3 separate regions of the Sus scrofa genome follow, and regions 2 and 3 are each linked to region 1. The links are chromatin contacts, called in public Hi-C and HiChIP or PLAC-seq maps. All regions are on one chromosome and are shown on one strand. Each heading gives the region's core, a stretch centred on a gene start, on an enhancer-like site or on the middle of the called end of the contact. The rest is flanking DNA. Distances are from core to core; before and after follow the strand shown. Region 1 overlaps PRKAR2B (cAMP-dependent protein kinase type II-beta regulatory subunit). Region 2 overlaps PIK3CG (phosphatidylinositol-4,5-bisphosphate 3-kinase catalytic subunit gamma). Region 3 has its middle 70 kb from the start of PIK3CG.

Region 1 (4,933 bases), core at 1,551-4,050:
TGGGAACGTATATTGGTGCAGCCACTATGAAAAACTGTGTGGCGGTTTTTCAGAAAACTAAAAATAGAACTACCATATGATCCAGCAATCTCACTCCTGGGAAGATATCTGGAGAAAACTCTAATTCAAAAAGATACATGCCACAACATTGTAAATCAACTATACATCAATAAAACTTTAAAAAATGAAAAAAATGTGAAGATAATTGATGAAAAAAAGGAATAAAAATTAAAAGAAAAAGATATACGCGCCCCTATGTTCATAGCGGGAGCATGCACAATAGCTGAGACATGGAAACAACCTTAACGTCCATCAACACATGAATGGATGAAGAAGAGGTAGCACTTGCAGACACATGCATGCACACTTGCACAGAGTGGAATACTACTCAGCCATGAAAAGAATGAAACAATGCCATTTGGAGCAACATGAGTGGACCTAGAGATTATCAAACTAAGTGAAGTAAGTCAGAGAAAGACAAATACCATATGACATCACTTGTATGTGGAATCTAAAATATGACACAAATGAATTTATCTATGAAACAGAAGAAAGAGGCTCATAGATAGAAAACAGCCTTGTGGTTGCCCAGAGGGAGGGACTTGGGGAAGGAAGGATTGGGAGTTTGCGATTAACAGATGCAAACTGTTATATAGAACAACAAGTCCTCCTGTATAGCACAGGGAACTATATTCAATACTCTGTGGTAAACCATGATAGAACATGGAAATGATTTTATATATATATGTATGTATAGCCAAATCACTTGGCTGTATAGTAGAAATGACCAACATAGTAAGCCAACTACCCTTCAATAAAAAGTAAATAAAAGAACAGTGTGCTTTCAGCAATAATGAAGTAACAGACCTAAAATGTGCTTGGAGAGCAGTCTAAACTGAGTCTTCATTTCCTCTGAAGAGCAGCGATAAAGTGTTGATGAGACATTCGGCACCCTTACCCCCGCCCACTGGTGCAGAACACAGACCAGCTCCCAGCCTGATTTGGTGGATTGCACTGGGTTGAGTTGTGTTCTCCTCAGAGGCCTTTCTGTCTGTCTCTCTGCTTAGGCATTGTTTCCTGATCTGGGCTCTGTGAGTGGTACCTTTCCTGCATCGTCACAGGTGCCCTCTGAGCCCTCCAGGCCCTCATCCCTGAGGCCTTGGTGACCTGTGGGCTGCACTAGCCAGGGCTGAGGGGACACTATGATTTTAGAATTTTCCCACATATAAATTAAGGTCATGATTTTGGTACCATTAACAGCCTTCATCAACAAAAAGCCTCAGAAATTCACTCAGCTCTTTAATTGTATTAAATTATAGGAACCCCGAATACAGCACAGGGATAATTTTTGACTAGAAGAACTCCATGCATTTGTATACAGTACCCTCCCTTTCCAGTTAGATCCTCATCACCCCTTTGACAGATGAAAACTCCCAGGCACACAGAAGTGATGCGAGGTCACCCAGATGATGGGTTTGGCGCCAGTTCAGCGTGCAGGTCTCTTGACCACCGTGTGTCCCCTCTCCGTTGGCCCTGCACTGCCCAGGGCCTCACATTCTCGGATGAGAAATCTGAAAAAGCAGCACACAGTATTTCAGCAGTTTTAGACTGATGTGATTTTAACAGGACTGATCTGTGACTATCCTTCTCATCAGGATATTTGTTGTGTATTTTATCCTATTCAAAGCAGAAATGTGGAAAACCATTTTAGAGCAAAAGTATAAAGAGACGAACAAATCTGTACTCAACAATACTATGCATGAAACAAATTCTGGAAGCTATCTCTGAAACAACGCTTCTAGCCATGAATTATATTTAAAAAACCAGTTACTCTCCTTTTAAAATTCGAATTCTATCAATAGCTAAAGCATTTTTATTTTTTAATTATTTTTTTAAAAATAATTTTATTTTGGGAGTTCATGTTGTGTAGTGGAAACAAATCCGACTAGGAACCATGAGGTTGTAGGTTCGATCCCTGGTCTTGCTCAGTGAGTTAAAGATCCCATGTTGCTGTGGCTGTGGCGTAGGCCGGCAGCTGTAGCTCTGATTAGACCCCTAGCCTGGGAACTTCCATATGCCTCAGGTGCGGCCCTAAAAAGCAAAAAAAAAAAAAATTTATTTTATTTCTAAAAAGTTTTTTGACCATGGTGTGCAACAGCTTGATGTAGGCTCTCAGTTCCCAGGCCAGGGATTGAATCCAGGGCTGAGTGAAAGCACCAAGTCCTAACCACTAGACCACAAGGGAACTCCCCAAACCAATTATTCTTATTTTTGAATACCTTTTGTCTAATATCTTATGTTTTTGCTTTTGTTTTACCTCTACTGTTCGTAATCATTCCCTTAATCTTAAAAGCTCTCTATGTTTTGTCTTTGCTAGGGTTTAGCCACAGAATAAAGCCACAAAATTTTGCCTATCTGCCCTCACAGGTGTTTGAGCAAACCTTGAAACCTTCTCTGATAAAATACAGTACCTGGAAAGTGTTCTCCAGAGGAAGAATGAAGTTTATGGAAACATAGGATCTGGATGATATGCAGTACAGTGATCCAGAGTTTTATTTGCCTAGGAAAAGAAATGCAGTTAAAAGATAACCATGAAAATACCATAAAAAGACCAGGATTAGATATTTAGTGTGCATTTCTATCACTTTTTGCTTTAGTTTGAGGGTCAGTCTAACAAAGGGCCAGATGATCTAAAGAGCCAGGGAGTAAATTTTGTAGGGTCTGCAGGCCATGAGATCTATGTTGCAACTGCTCAACACTGCTGTCTAGCATGAGTCAGCTACTGATAATGCAGAAACAGCTGGTGTGCTTGTCATTCCCATAAAACTTGATTTAAGGAAGCAGGCAGCCTGCTTTGGGCTCCTGTGTTCCAGTCCCTTATTTAGAATGTAAAGGATCCTGTGAGTCCTATACAGTTGTGGCTGACCAGATTGCTAGAGCAGTATTATTTTTTTTTTTGGCTGCCCTGTGGCATACGGAGCGCCTTGGGCCAGGGATCAGATCTGAGCCACAGCTGCAACCTTTGCCACAGCTGCAGCAACACTGGATCCTTAACACACTGTTCTGGGCCGGGGACTGAACCTGCAGGATGCTGCCAATCCTGTTGTACCATAATGAGAACTCCTTCAAAACGTTTTTGCTTCATTTGCGGCATGTGGAAGTTCCTGGGCCAGAGATCGAACCCATGCCACAGCTGTAACCAGAGCCACAGCAATGACAACACCAGATCTTTCACCCACCGAGCCACCAGGGAACTCCAAGCTATTCTTCTGTTCTCACAAGTCATACATGTTTATTAGAGAAACAAAGGCTCTTTAAATGAATGCCCCTAGAATCTTCCGTGATTCTTAGGCTCAGAGGTCACTGCAGTCAGCAGTTTTGTACACGCATCCCTTCAGATGGCTATCTTTGCATTTTCTGTTTGGTTGCATTCCTCATTATATTTTGATCATGTATTATCTTAAATATGTGCAGTTTAGTCTCAGTGGCCCCAGCAGGCACAAATATAGGCCTCACCTTAGTCCCGTTGATGGTCTTATCTTTCTGCTTGTCTGGAACTGGGGTGGAGGAATCTGTGTCACACATTGATGCCCTTTTATTATGGTCAACAGAAGAGAAAGGACAATAAGAGCCCAGCAACAACTGTCACCCATGGATGACAATCTGGGGAGGGTTCCTATTACCCTGATGTGCCTGAGAGGGGCTCCCTGGGCATGCCCCCAGCTACTGCTGCTCCCCAGTGGGAAGACCTCTGCACGGATGTGGAAGATGCTGGGAGCAGCAGCATTTCTGGGAGGAAGTTGGATGGCTGGGCCAGGGCAGAAGGGAACCTCTTACTGTTTACCCTTCCAGACAGGCAAATGTGTCATGACGTCCAAGCAGCAAGACTAAGCGATAAGTGATGTTAAAAAAACAAAACAAAACAAAACAACCCAGAAAGATGGAGATTTTATTGCCCAGGGCTTGTGTATTTTGCAGTGAGATTTAGCTTGAATTACTTTTACATCTTTTCTTCCACCTGTCCAACAGAGGGACATTTGATATTTATGTGAAATGCGACGGTGTTGGGAGGTGTGTTGGGAACTACGACAATCGTGGGAGTTTCGGCGAGCTGGCCTTAATGTACAACACGCCCAGAGCAGCAACGATCACCGCTACCTCTCCTGGTGCTCTGTGGGGTTTGGTGAGTGGAGTCTTTCTTTGGACTGAACATCTTTTATAAAAGTTGTTATGACAGAAGTCAGGCAGCTGCCGCATTTCAGTTCTCATAGGTAGCTTCGTTTGGGGTTGATTAAGCAACTGCTGGATGCTGACCGTTTGGGCACTAAGACTGTGCCCTAAGACTGTGCCCTAAGACTGTGCACTAAGACTGTGCACTAAGACTGTTAGCCTTCTGTTTCCCAGTCAAGTCTGGAGTTGAACCTGCCAACCAGGCGAAAGACAGATCCAAAATGCTTCTCCCTCTCTTTTTTTTTTTTTTTAAACCCCTCTTAAAAACCAAAGCCTTCGGTGCTGTTTTTTTCAGATCGCTTTCTGTGGTATTATAATCTGTGGTTCTCAGAGCGTGTGGGTCCCCTGACCTGGGAACTTGCTAGAAATGCAGATTGAGGCCCCACTTACGGATTCAGGCCCGTTGACTCAGAAACTCAGGTGGGGCCGGCAGCCTGTACTTGAGCAAGCCTGTCCATGCTTGAGAAACCACTGTCATCTGAGCCACTCCTGTGGTGTAAATTGATTGTAACAACTCTGCATTGACAAGCAGCCCTGCAGAGAGAAAATAGTTGATTCCTGTGCTTCTCACTTACTACACATCAGAATTACTTGGGGATGTTTTAAAAAAGTCCTCTTAACTAGGCCCCACCACTGAGAAATGTAATCAGACTCTGAGGGTTGGGTCCTGGTGAAATAAATTTCTTTTTTTCCTTTTCTCTTT
Region 2 (4,933 bases), core at 1,491-3,990, 200 kb before region 1:
TGACAATCTTTATTTTGTCTGATATGAATATTTCTACTCCAGCTTTCTTCTGATTTCCATTTACCTAGAACACCTTTTTCCATCCTCTCACTTTCAGTCTATATGTGTCCCTAAATCTGAAGTAGGTCTCGAATAGACAGCATATATATATGGTCTTGTTTTTGTATCTATTCAGCCAGTCTATACCTTTAGAGCCTTTAATCTATTTACATTAAGGTAATTATTGACATGTATGTTCTTATTGCCATTTTGTTAATTGTTTCAGATTTGCTTTTGTTGGTCGTTTTTCTTCCCTTCCTCTTTTGATCTCTTGTCTTGTAGTTTTAAGACTGTCATTAGTGTTGTGTTTGGTTGCCTTTTTTTTTGTGTATGTATCTATGATAGATTTTTGGTTTGCAGTTATCATGAGGTATGGAAATAGCAGTTTATATATACATACAAAAGTGTTTTAAGTTGTTGGTCTCTTAATTTAAAATGCCTTGCCAATATTCTGCAGTCATACTCTGTTTTTCATGATTACTGGTTTTGATATCATAGTTGTGTGTGGCTGATTTCCTACCTTTACTATATGTTTGCCTTTTACCAGTGAGTTGGTGGCTTTTTTCATTAACTTTATAAAAAGCTAGTTTAATTTTAAAAAACTAGTTACAGTAGTATTTTAGTTTTTCCCCACTTCGGTGTTCCAAGAAGATGATTGTTATTTATAAATACCAGTGACTTTTGGAGTTCCACTTGTGGCTTGGTGGTTAACAAACCTGACTAGGATCCACGAGAATGTAGGTTCAATCCCTGGCCTCACTCAGTGGGTTAAGGATATGGCATTGCTGTGAGCTGTGGTATAGGTCACAGCAGCAGCTTGGATCCCACATTGCTGTGGCTGTGGTATACACCAGCAGCTATCGCTCAATTCAGCCCCTAGCCTAGGAACTTCCATATGCCATAGGTATGACCCCCAAAAAAGTAAAATAAATAATTAAAATAAAATAAATACTAGCGATTTTACCCTCACTTTTCTGATTTTATACATTTCTTTTTCCAGGACTCATTATTCAGAATGATTTTGAGTGGTAACTCAGATAATTCTTCATATCATTACATTTTAGGTACATGTTAAGTTATATGTTACTTTCATAAAAATTAAAAGTAGATTTTAATCTAGTACCTTATGATGAACTACTCTTGCAATTTTGTGACTGCCTAGTTGGCTACAGTTTGTCATTCTCTTAACATTTTACTCAGTGTTTTATTTGAAATATTTAAACCTGTAATCATTCATTTCAGCTTTAACACAACATCTTCCCAAATTATGATATTAAGGTTGGGCTATTCTCATGTGGCAAAATTGAAACCCTTTCAGTTTTTTTCTTCACATTAGAACATTTTAATTGAAATGAGCAAGCCTGTTGCTTAAGAAGTGGACTCAACTCACATGTATCACTTACTCCAAGGCTTTTAGAAGAGGCATCAGACACTGCCTTGTTGAAAGCCCTCTCTCACTCAGTATTCAAATTTATATTGAATTTTCAAAGATCATTAACAATTTTGAGAGTCAGACAATGAAAAGCTAATTCATCTATTACCTTAGAGTAGGTCACATTGTAAAATAAATATGAAAACCAGCTAAATTTCAAACGCCCTGTTTCCAGCTCTTTTTTGGATTCCATTAGCTCTTGGCAAACATTATTTATGCTTACATAAGGTTTATTGATTCCAGTAGGAGGTGTTCAAAAACTGACTCCCAGCCTAAAGAAATGTCCACCCTCAATTCCCTAGGAAAGGAACCAAAGTAAAAAAAAAGGAGAGTAAAAAAGATGAAACGGTGTATCAGTTAGTTTTCCTTGAGCACACCCTGGAGGTGTACCACCACAGTGCAGTGCTTCAGAGATTATAACAGCAGTTTATGTTCCTAGTCAAGTGCTTCATTGGAGACAGGGGACCTTCCTGGCTTGTCATGATCTCCTCTCAGGGACAGGATAATGCCATGTAAATTCCAAAACAGCCCACTGGTCTTCAGGCTACTTTGTTGTTGGTGTTTTGTTTTGTTTTTTGTTTTTGTCTTTTTTTGCCATTTCTTGGGCTGTGCCCGTGGCATATGGAGGTTCCCATGCTAGGGGTCCAGTCAGAGCTGTAGCCGCCAGCCTGTGCCAGAACCACAGCAACTTGGGATCTGAGCCACATCTGCAACCTACACCACAGCTCACGGCAACGCCGGATCCTTAACCCACTGAGCAAGGCCAGGGATCGAACCCACAACCTCATGGTTCCTATTTGGATTCGTTAATCACGGCACCACGACGGGAACTCCCAGGCTACTTTGTTACAGTGACAACAGTTAACAGCGTTCCTTCCTTTTATCCAGGATGTCTGCGTCAAGGCTTACCTAGCCCTTCGTCATCACACAAACCTACTGATCATCCTCTTCTCCATGATGCTGATGACAGGAATGCCCCAGTTAACCAGCAAAGAAGACATTGAATACATTCGGGATGCCCTCACAGTGGGCAAAAGTGAGGAGGATGCTAAAAAGTATTTTCTGGATCAGATTGAAGTTTGCAGAGACAAAGGATGGACCGTGCAGTTTAACTGGTTCTTACATCTTGTTCTTGGCATCAAACAAGGGGAGAAGCATTCCGCGTAATACTTTGGGCTAGAGTTTAAAACAAGTTAGTGTTCTAATGCTTTACGTCAGCAGGACAGTCATCGAACTTGATGTCATGTAGTGGGACATTATGAAAGCTGGCACTTGAGAAATATAGCTCTTCCCCTAACTGAACTCTTCACTGGAGAAAAACCTTGGCATGTTTAAGTAATGTTCAGTGTTAGGCTTATTTGCATGTTTGTTTTTTCTCATGTGCCCCCTCAGTCATGTTGGAGACTGTTCTAAATTTAAGTGGCCTAATGACCTCTGAAGTTTCAACTTTCTTGGTACTGAGTGCTTCTGAAATTCTTTACAATAATTGGTAACATCTATTGTCAGCTGGGTATCCTCTCAATTTTGGTTATCCTTGGGTTTCTCAAACTCCTTACAGGAAAAAAAAAAAAAAACTGTGATCATTGTAACCATGCCTCATTCCTTAGAGAATGCTTCCCCAAAATCCCCTGCACATCTGCAGATGTGAGGGATGTGCCAGCAAAGCGAGCTTGTCTTTTCAGGGTCTTCTGCAGTTAGCTTCCGATACCACTGAGACTCACGAACACGAAATGGAAAATCTGAATCTTTGTGCCCTGGCCTTTCTCTGCTGGTCTGGTTCCAGGGAACATTTGTCTCAGCTCTGCCCACAGAGTGAAGAACCATCAAGTACAATTGGGCTAGACCTTCGCCAGCACAGAAACAGCAAGTAACGAAGGGACTCATGCAGGGCCTTTCTATTCCCCACCCCCCTTGTACCCTGCTTCCCTCTTTCCCAGTTGCCCACAACTCTTTACTCAGAATCGTGACATCTTCAGAAACACCTTTACCCCAGAATTCAAAAATTAGTTGAAAAGGAATTTCTCCTCTCGGGATACTAGAATTTTAGGTACTTATTTGTAAGGATGTTTTTTGTTGTGTGTTGTTTCTAAAGCTTGTTATTAAAGGAGACATCCTAGAAAATGTGGTTTAGCTTCCAGATGCCTTAATTTTAAATTTTGGCCTGAGCAGTTTTCACTTCCTTCTTTAATGGAAGAAGATATGTGATGTGTAAAAAGTACTCCAAGTTGGGAGGAACACTACTTGCCCTGCCCATCCTGCATTTTACAGGACTTTTACACTCCGGCGCAGTCTTCAGATTTCCTAAAAAAGTTGAAACGTCTGCTTTGAAAACTCCTTTCATCTCTTAAATGTTTCCCTATTTATTGGAAGTGTTTAACAGAGAAAGATCATTAAAGTATTTATAAAATATTTTTAATTACCTAGAGGTAATACTTTGCATAGAAATAAGTTAGTGATGTCTATGTTTAAGTAGAATTAGATATAAATATATATATTTAATCTTTAAATGTTCGAATTGAGATCTGTTTGATTCTGGTGTAGCCAAAACCTTTCTTTTCGAGTATGCAAAAGCCCAATGATTCTTCACCTTGCTGCACATCAGAATCACCAGGGATACTTTAAAAAAATACCCTGCCTGAGTGTCCACCTCGGGTTGTAATTAATTTGTTTGGGATGAGGCCCAGACATTAGTGTTTTTCTAATTACTCCAATTGATTCTAATCTGCAGCCAGGGTTTGAAAGTCCCACATGGCCTTTGAAGATGTAGGTAACACTGCCTCCTTGCCCACTGTGCCTTTCTCCACCTCCTAAGGTATCTAGAAAGAGCTCCTCTTCCTTGCTAACTCATCCTTTTAAATCACCGTATGTCCCCCTGTACAGAGAACCATGCCTATAATGAAATGTTTACACCACTGTTAATGGTAGACATGTTATAGCATTTTTCAACCAACTATTGCCCCTCATTCTTTTGAAGTACAGAAAGAATGGTGCTTTCCAATTCAGAAGAGGATTTTTCATTATTCTCATAAAGCATAGCCAAGCTCAGATCTTGCACAGATTCCACTTTTTATTTGAATTGCAGAAATAATCACCTTAATGATAAAAGAACTATAGAAGAATGTGTTTATAGCTTATTGAACATGTGTGTACAAATTAGCTCGTCCAATGAACACATTCTTTCAGTATGCTGATTTTACATATATATATATAAGCCCATATATACATATGATGGGCTTGATTCTTCCCTATTGCAATGAAGGTACGATTTTATAGACATGCAAAAAAAACCAAAAATGACCTTTGTGTGCTTCCTTCACTGTCCCCCACGTGGCCCTCAACTTTTACACCTTTGAAAATGTCCTGGAGCCTGGTGTATCTTGCCATTGGGAGATGTTGGGGAACTACCCATATTTTCGATGCCAAAGAAAACACAGATCACAAGTTAGATGATTCAGGTCCAAG
Region 3 (4,933 bases), core at 645-3,144, 170 kb before region 1:
AGACCACTTGCTCTCAGGCGAACTTGAGCCGTGGCACAGCTGTGGTGACCGTGATGGCTTCGGGAATGCTGCCCAGGGCTCTCTTTTCTCTCCTCCTCTCTTTCCTCAGAGCCCTGCCCAGCAACAGCAAACTACAAGCCGTCCAGACTCCTGCATGCCCCACCACTTCCTCCTACTCAAATGCCTCCTCTCCCTGCTTCTTCCCCATAAAGGGAATTACTCAAGAAAAACAGACCTGCTGTAGGGGCCGCCACCCCCATCACCTGCCTCGACCTTTGACACAACAAAAACAAAATGATGCCCCTTTCTCCTGCCAGTGGCAGGGAGGGGAGAGGAGGTGGGAGCACGAAGGTGATGGGACATGTTGCCTGGGACAGGGAGAGCAGTGGGGATTTCCTGGGCTGGGCTAACACCCCCAGGACAGAGGAAACATTAGGGGCCCTCTGAGGAAGCTGGGGTGTTATATAGGGTCACAGAGGAAGCTACAGTCCAGGCTTCATTTCCTCTCCATGCGTCTCAGCTGCAGCCTTTGGCACCACATTGCCACCTGGGCCACCCTGAGAGGGCTCTCCCCAGCCCTTGGCTCCCTGGGCCCCAATGCACTGGCCCTACTCCCTTGCTGGCTTCACTTTTTCCTGGCCATCTGTTCTCCCATCGTTTGAACCCCCCAAAAGAACCAAGGACCCCAAGGAATCCAGTCACCACGGCTCACTGTGCTTTTTGTCCCTTTGTTAGGAAAACAAAAAACAAAAAACAAACCTCTGTCCCCCCATCCAGTTTGGCAGCCCCATGTTGACCAGGGTTTACTCACCGACAGGTTTGCTCCTGACTCCTTGGTGTCAGTCCCACAACTTCAGCAACAGAGATGAGTTCAGATCCCCTGGCGAGATGCTAAACGCTCCTGAGGAAAAGGGGGCTTGGAGGCTCCGCCACGATAAGCGGATGAACATTTTTATCGCACTTCGCAATTTACAGTGTCCTTCCGTGACTACATTATTTTATCGGAGCTTCACAACAGCCGCATAAGGGAGGTTGCTCGGATTTAAAATGTGGAGTTAAAAGGTCAAATAACTTGTCCATCAATCGAAACTGATGAGAGACGGTCCTGGCGCCTAAGCCCGCTTGTTGAGACTACTTCCCCTACCCAAATACTGGAACCCATGAGGATGGCTCTGGGCAGGCGAGACCCTCCTGCCCCGGGAAAAGCAGTCTGTAGCCTCGGAGCCAGGGGAGCAGGAACAGCGGCCATCAGAGCGAAAAAGAAGTCCTATGAACGCCTCCAAGGAAGGCCCGCTGGGTCCGAGAGCCCCCTGCTCCTGAAGCCCATGTCCCCTCCATGAACAGAAGACTGCATCTTGCTGCCTGTAAGCGGTTTCCTTCGAGGTGAGGGAGGAGCGACGCCAACTCCACGCCCCCAGCGTGAGGCACGCGAGAACCACCTGGAGACCTCATTAGGCATGCGCATTGCCTGCACCGCCTGGGATTTCCGCCTCCTCAGGTGATTCCGCTGCCTTGGGATGATGCAGACCTAGACTGGCGGCTCCAGGTGACCAGAATGAATGAGACAGACCTGGGTTGATAAGGAACATGGGTCACAAAAGAGGGGTATTCTGAAACTGAACAGGGGCGCTGTCACCTTTTCTCTTTTCTCCACTCTTTCCCCAAACCATTCCCTTTTAACTTGCATTTCTGAGTCCTTCAGTTATATATAGTTTGATCAAGGCTCTAACCGTTTGCCAAACGCCACTGCCCAGCCTGGAGTCTCAGTGCCCAAGAAGTGTCTCCCATCTATTCTGACAAAGGTCCTCCAGTTCCAAAGCATCACTCCCTGATGGAGAGACGTGGCAAGGGGAGGGGTGACTGGCCAGGCCAAGGACCCGCAGCATGAGATGAGGAAGTGTCTGCACCAGGATACCAGCTCAGCACTTCCGGCCGGAGACCGAGCAGCCTTCTAGAGTCACTTCCACTCACTCATTCATTAGCTTTCCTTTCAAGTGCTTATCTAATGAACTCTCTGAGCCAAGCATCTCCCAGACACCCACTGCTTCCTGCCTCCCTGGGATTAAGCCAGTAGCCCCTTAATCCAGCACCACAGTCAGAAGCACCCCAGAACCTAGGACACAGCTTAATCATAACTCCCACTCCCACTCCCCAGAGGCCCATGCCCAGACCTGGTCACAGGGGCAGGAAGACCAGATGGGGTCTTATTTAATGTGGGAACAGCGTTCTCTAGGCAGCATATGCAATACAGAGGGAGAGGGTAGACTTCCCCATAACCTGCTTCAATTATCCTCACAACAACCTGTGAGAAAATAACCATTATCTCTGTTTTCACATCTTGACAGAATCCCAAGGAAGACTCATACCCAGAACGTAGGAGGCAATAAAAGCAAAAGTATTTGTACACAAGCCTCAGGCTCAGGGGAAGAGAGAGGCTGACTGCTTGCCAGTGACAAATCTGGGCAGAGAAGTAGGCGCTACAGAAATCCCCCAACCCCTGATGCCAACTAAACCTGAGAGAGACTATTATTCAGCCATAAAAAGAATGAACTGCTGAGTCATAGTACAACATGGATGGCCCTTGTAAACTTTATGCTAGGAGAAAGCTGCCTGTCCACAACGGCCACGTATGCAGGATTCCATTTATATGAAGTGGCTGGAATAGGCAAGTCCATGGAGACAGGAGATTTCTGGTGGCTGGGGCCGAGATGGGAGGCAGGGGGGAGGGGGGATGCTGTGTGAATGCTAATAGATTGAGAAAAACGTTCTGGAATTAGATGGTAGTTGATGGTTGCACACTCTTGCGAAAACTTTAAAAACCACTTGCAGAGGAGTAAGTTAGGAGGGTGGAATTAACATACACACACTGCTATATACAAAATAGATAAACAGCAAGGACCTGCTGTATAGCCCAGGGAATTATATTCAATATCTTTTAATAAGCTTAATGGAAAAGAATCTGAAGGATAGTTGATGACAGATAATGTATAAGTGAATCATTTTGCAGTACACCTGAAACGAACACAACATTGTTTTAAAAAAAGGCTTTTAAAAACCCACTGAATTGTACACATTTTATGGTATGTGAATTACATCTCGAAAAATTAAAAAACAAACAAAAAAAAACCAAAGGCGAAGGGCTTCAAAATCTCAAAACCCGAAAGCTGCCCTGCATTCCCTGGGGCTCTTAGAGGAGCATAACTTGAGCATAACTCCTAAAAGGTCTCTCAACCAACAAGGCGCAGAGGCAAAGCATAAGCCAAAGTTCATCAGGCTCTACCTGCCTTTCTTCCACCCAATGTCAAGTTCAGTCAGTCCCCTAACTCATCAGCAATGCTTGTCAGCTCAGCCTGGGTGCTCCCCTCCTGACATCTCGAGCAGGCCTTTTGCCCTGAGGGGTCCGGGTGGGGGTCTGGACATGACAGGACTAGAAGAGGACAGGCACTGGGGGCCCAAGCAGCCCTTTGGGGGTGGGGGAGCCTGGGCGCTGCCACCATGGAGGGTGCAGGGGAACAAGATCTTTGCATGATCCCAGTACCTGGCCCAGGGCCCCACCCTCACCTTCTGCACCTCAGCCCAGAAATGCTGCGATATCAGTGGCAGCTGGCCCTCAGCACCAGCACAGTGTCTCAGGAGCCACAGCCCCACCCATATCTCAGACACCATCAGGCCTCACTTCTGGTTTAGCTCAGTTGCCAGAGGTGAAAATGCCCCCACCTCATCACTAACCAGAGCCTCAGGCTCCCACCTTCTGGCCTTGTGAGGGCTCTTCATTCAGCTTGAGCCACTCTGCTCTGGTCATCTGCACAGCTAAAACCCCACAGCCCTGAACCTTGCCTCTGAATGATGCCTATGCCAACTACTCTATTTTATTTATTTAAAAAGAAATTCATTAAGGTATAATTAATTTACAATGTTGTGCCGAGCACTTATTTATTTTATTTTATTTTATTTTTGTCTCTTTAGGGCTGCACCCTCAGCATATGGAAGTTCCCAGGCTAGGGGTCGATTGAATTGGAGCTGCAGCTGCCAGCCTACGCCACAGCCAGAGCAACACCGGATCCAAGCCACATCTTCGACCTACACCACAGCTCACGGCAATGATGAATCCTTGACCCACTGAGTGAGGCCAGGGATCGAAACCTCATCCTCATGGTTACTAGTCAGGTTCATTACTGCTGAGCCACAAGGGAACTCTGAGCACTCTTTTTTTTTGGTCTTTTTTTGTCTTTTCTAGGGCCACATCCACGGCATATGGAGGTTCCCAGGCTAGGGGTTGAATCAGAGCTGTAGCCACGGGCCTACGCCACAGCCAGAGCAACACTGGATACAAGCCGTGTCTGCGACCTACACCACAGCTCACGGCAATGCCGGATCCTTAACCCACTGAGCGAGGCCAGGGATCGAACCCGCAACCCCATGGTTCCTAGTCAGATTAACCACTGAGCCACAACAGGAACTCCCTGAGCACTCTATTTTAAATCACACACATGCACACACACCTCGGCCTCCACACTCCTAGCTCCCTCCTTCTCCTGCTTCCCTATCTTGTCTTCTTTTCCACAACACATGACACCTTCTAATATACGACACTATTTCCTTGGGTATTACTCTTGTTAATTAATTTCTATTTTCCCCAGTTAGAACTTAAGCTCTACCAAGTGAAAATCTTCGTATTGTTGGTTGATGTAGCCCCCCGGGCCCAGTACAGTCCCTTGATACATTGTAATGCTCTTGAATACACTTGGCGTGACAGATGAATTAATGAATTTGCATTTTGTCCCACATGTCCCTAATACCAAACACTCTGAGACCCACCACGTACACCTTCTTCCCTGAGCCCTCTGGGCTGCCTGCCCTGAGCTCAGCACCACCACCACCATCTCATGCTTTTTCAGTCTTCTTTCCTTCTCACCGCAAACCCAGCCTGGCA

What was found. A called contact is a pair of places that touch in the nucleus more often than the background predicts. HiChIP or PLAC-seq counts read pairs in DNA pulled down with a chosen protein or histone mark.
Region 2: a contact with region 1 is called in an H3K27ac HiChIP or PLAC-seq map of alveolar macrophages. The contact joins two enhancer-like sites. A contact is called at or near these places in 1 of 47 Hi-C or Micro-C datasets (embryonic fibroblasts) and 1 of 2 datasets of contacts at active chromatin or transcription factors (alveolar macrophages).
Region 3: a Hi-C map of alveolar macrophages shows a contact between it and region 1, with 3 times the contacts expected there. The contact joins two enhancer-like sites. A contact is called at or near these places in 1 of 5 promoter capture datasets (liver), 21 of 47 Hi-C or Micro-C datasets (alveolar macrophages, blood, brain and 12 more) and 2 of 2 datasets of contacts at active chromatin or transcription factors (alveolar macrophages and skeletal muscle).

What each region holds. Positions count from the first base shown.
Region 1 is chr9:106,938,096-106,943,028 of Sscrofa11.1, forward strand. PRKAR2B (cAMP-dependent protein kinase type II-beta regulatory subunit) reads left to right here. Exons shown (of 11, transcript XM_021102599.1): 6 at 4,030-4,183. Among named protein-coding and RNA genes, the nearest start is that of HBP1, 25 kb to the right of the region's middle. Within about 2 kb of position 2,801, at least 7 of the 83 cell types and tissues checked have an H3K27ac peak or open chromatin away from gene starts, as enhancers often do. A contact at or near this core is called in alveolar macrophages, where this site is marked.
Region 2 is chr9:106,742,076-106,747,008 of Sscrofa11.1, forward strand. It overlaps PIK3CG (phosphatidylinositol-4,5-bisphosphate 3-kinase catalytic subunit gamma), which reads left to right. Exons shown (of 11, transcript NM_213939.1): 11 at 2,360-3,045. The coding sequence ends at 2,638. Among named protein-coding and RNA genes, the nearest start is that of PIK3CG, 39 kb to the left of the region's middle. Within about 2 kb of position 2,741, at least 2 of the 83 cell types and tissues checked have an H3K27ac peak or open chromatin away from gene starts, as enhancers often do. A contact at or near this core is called in alveolar macrophages, where this site is marked.
Region 3 is chr9:106,773,092-106,778,024 of Sscrofa11.1, forward strand. No RefSeq gene overlaps it. Among named protein-coding and RNA genes, the nearest start is that of PIK3CG, 70 kb to the left of the region's middle. Within about 2 kb of position 1,895, at least 15 of the 83 cell types and tissues checked have an H3K27ac peak or open chromatin away from gene starts, as enhancers often do. A contact at or near this core is called in alveolar macrophages, where this site is marked.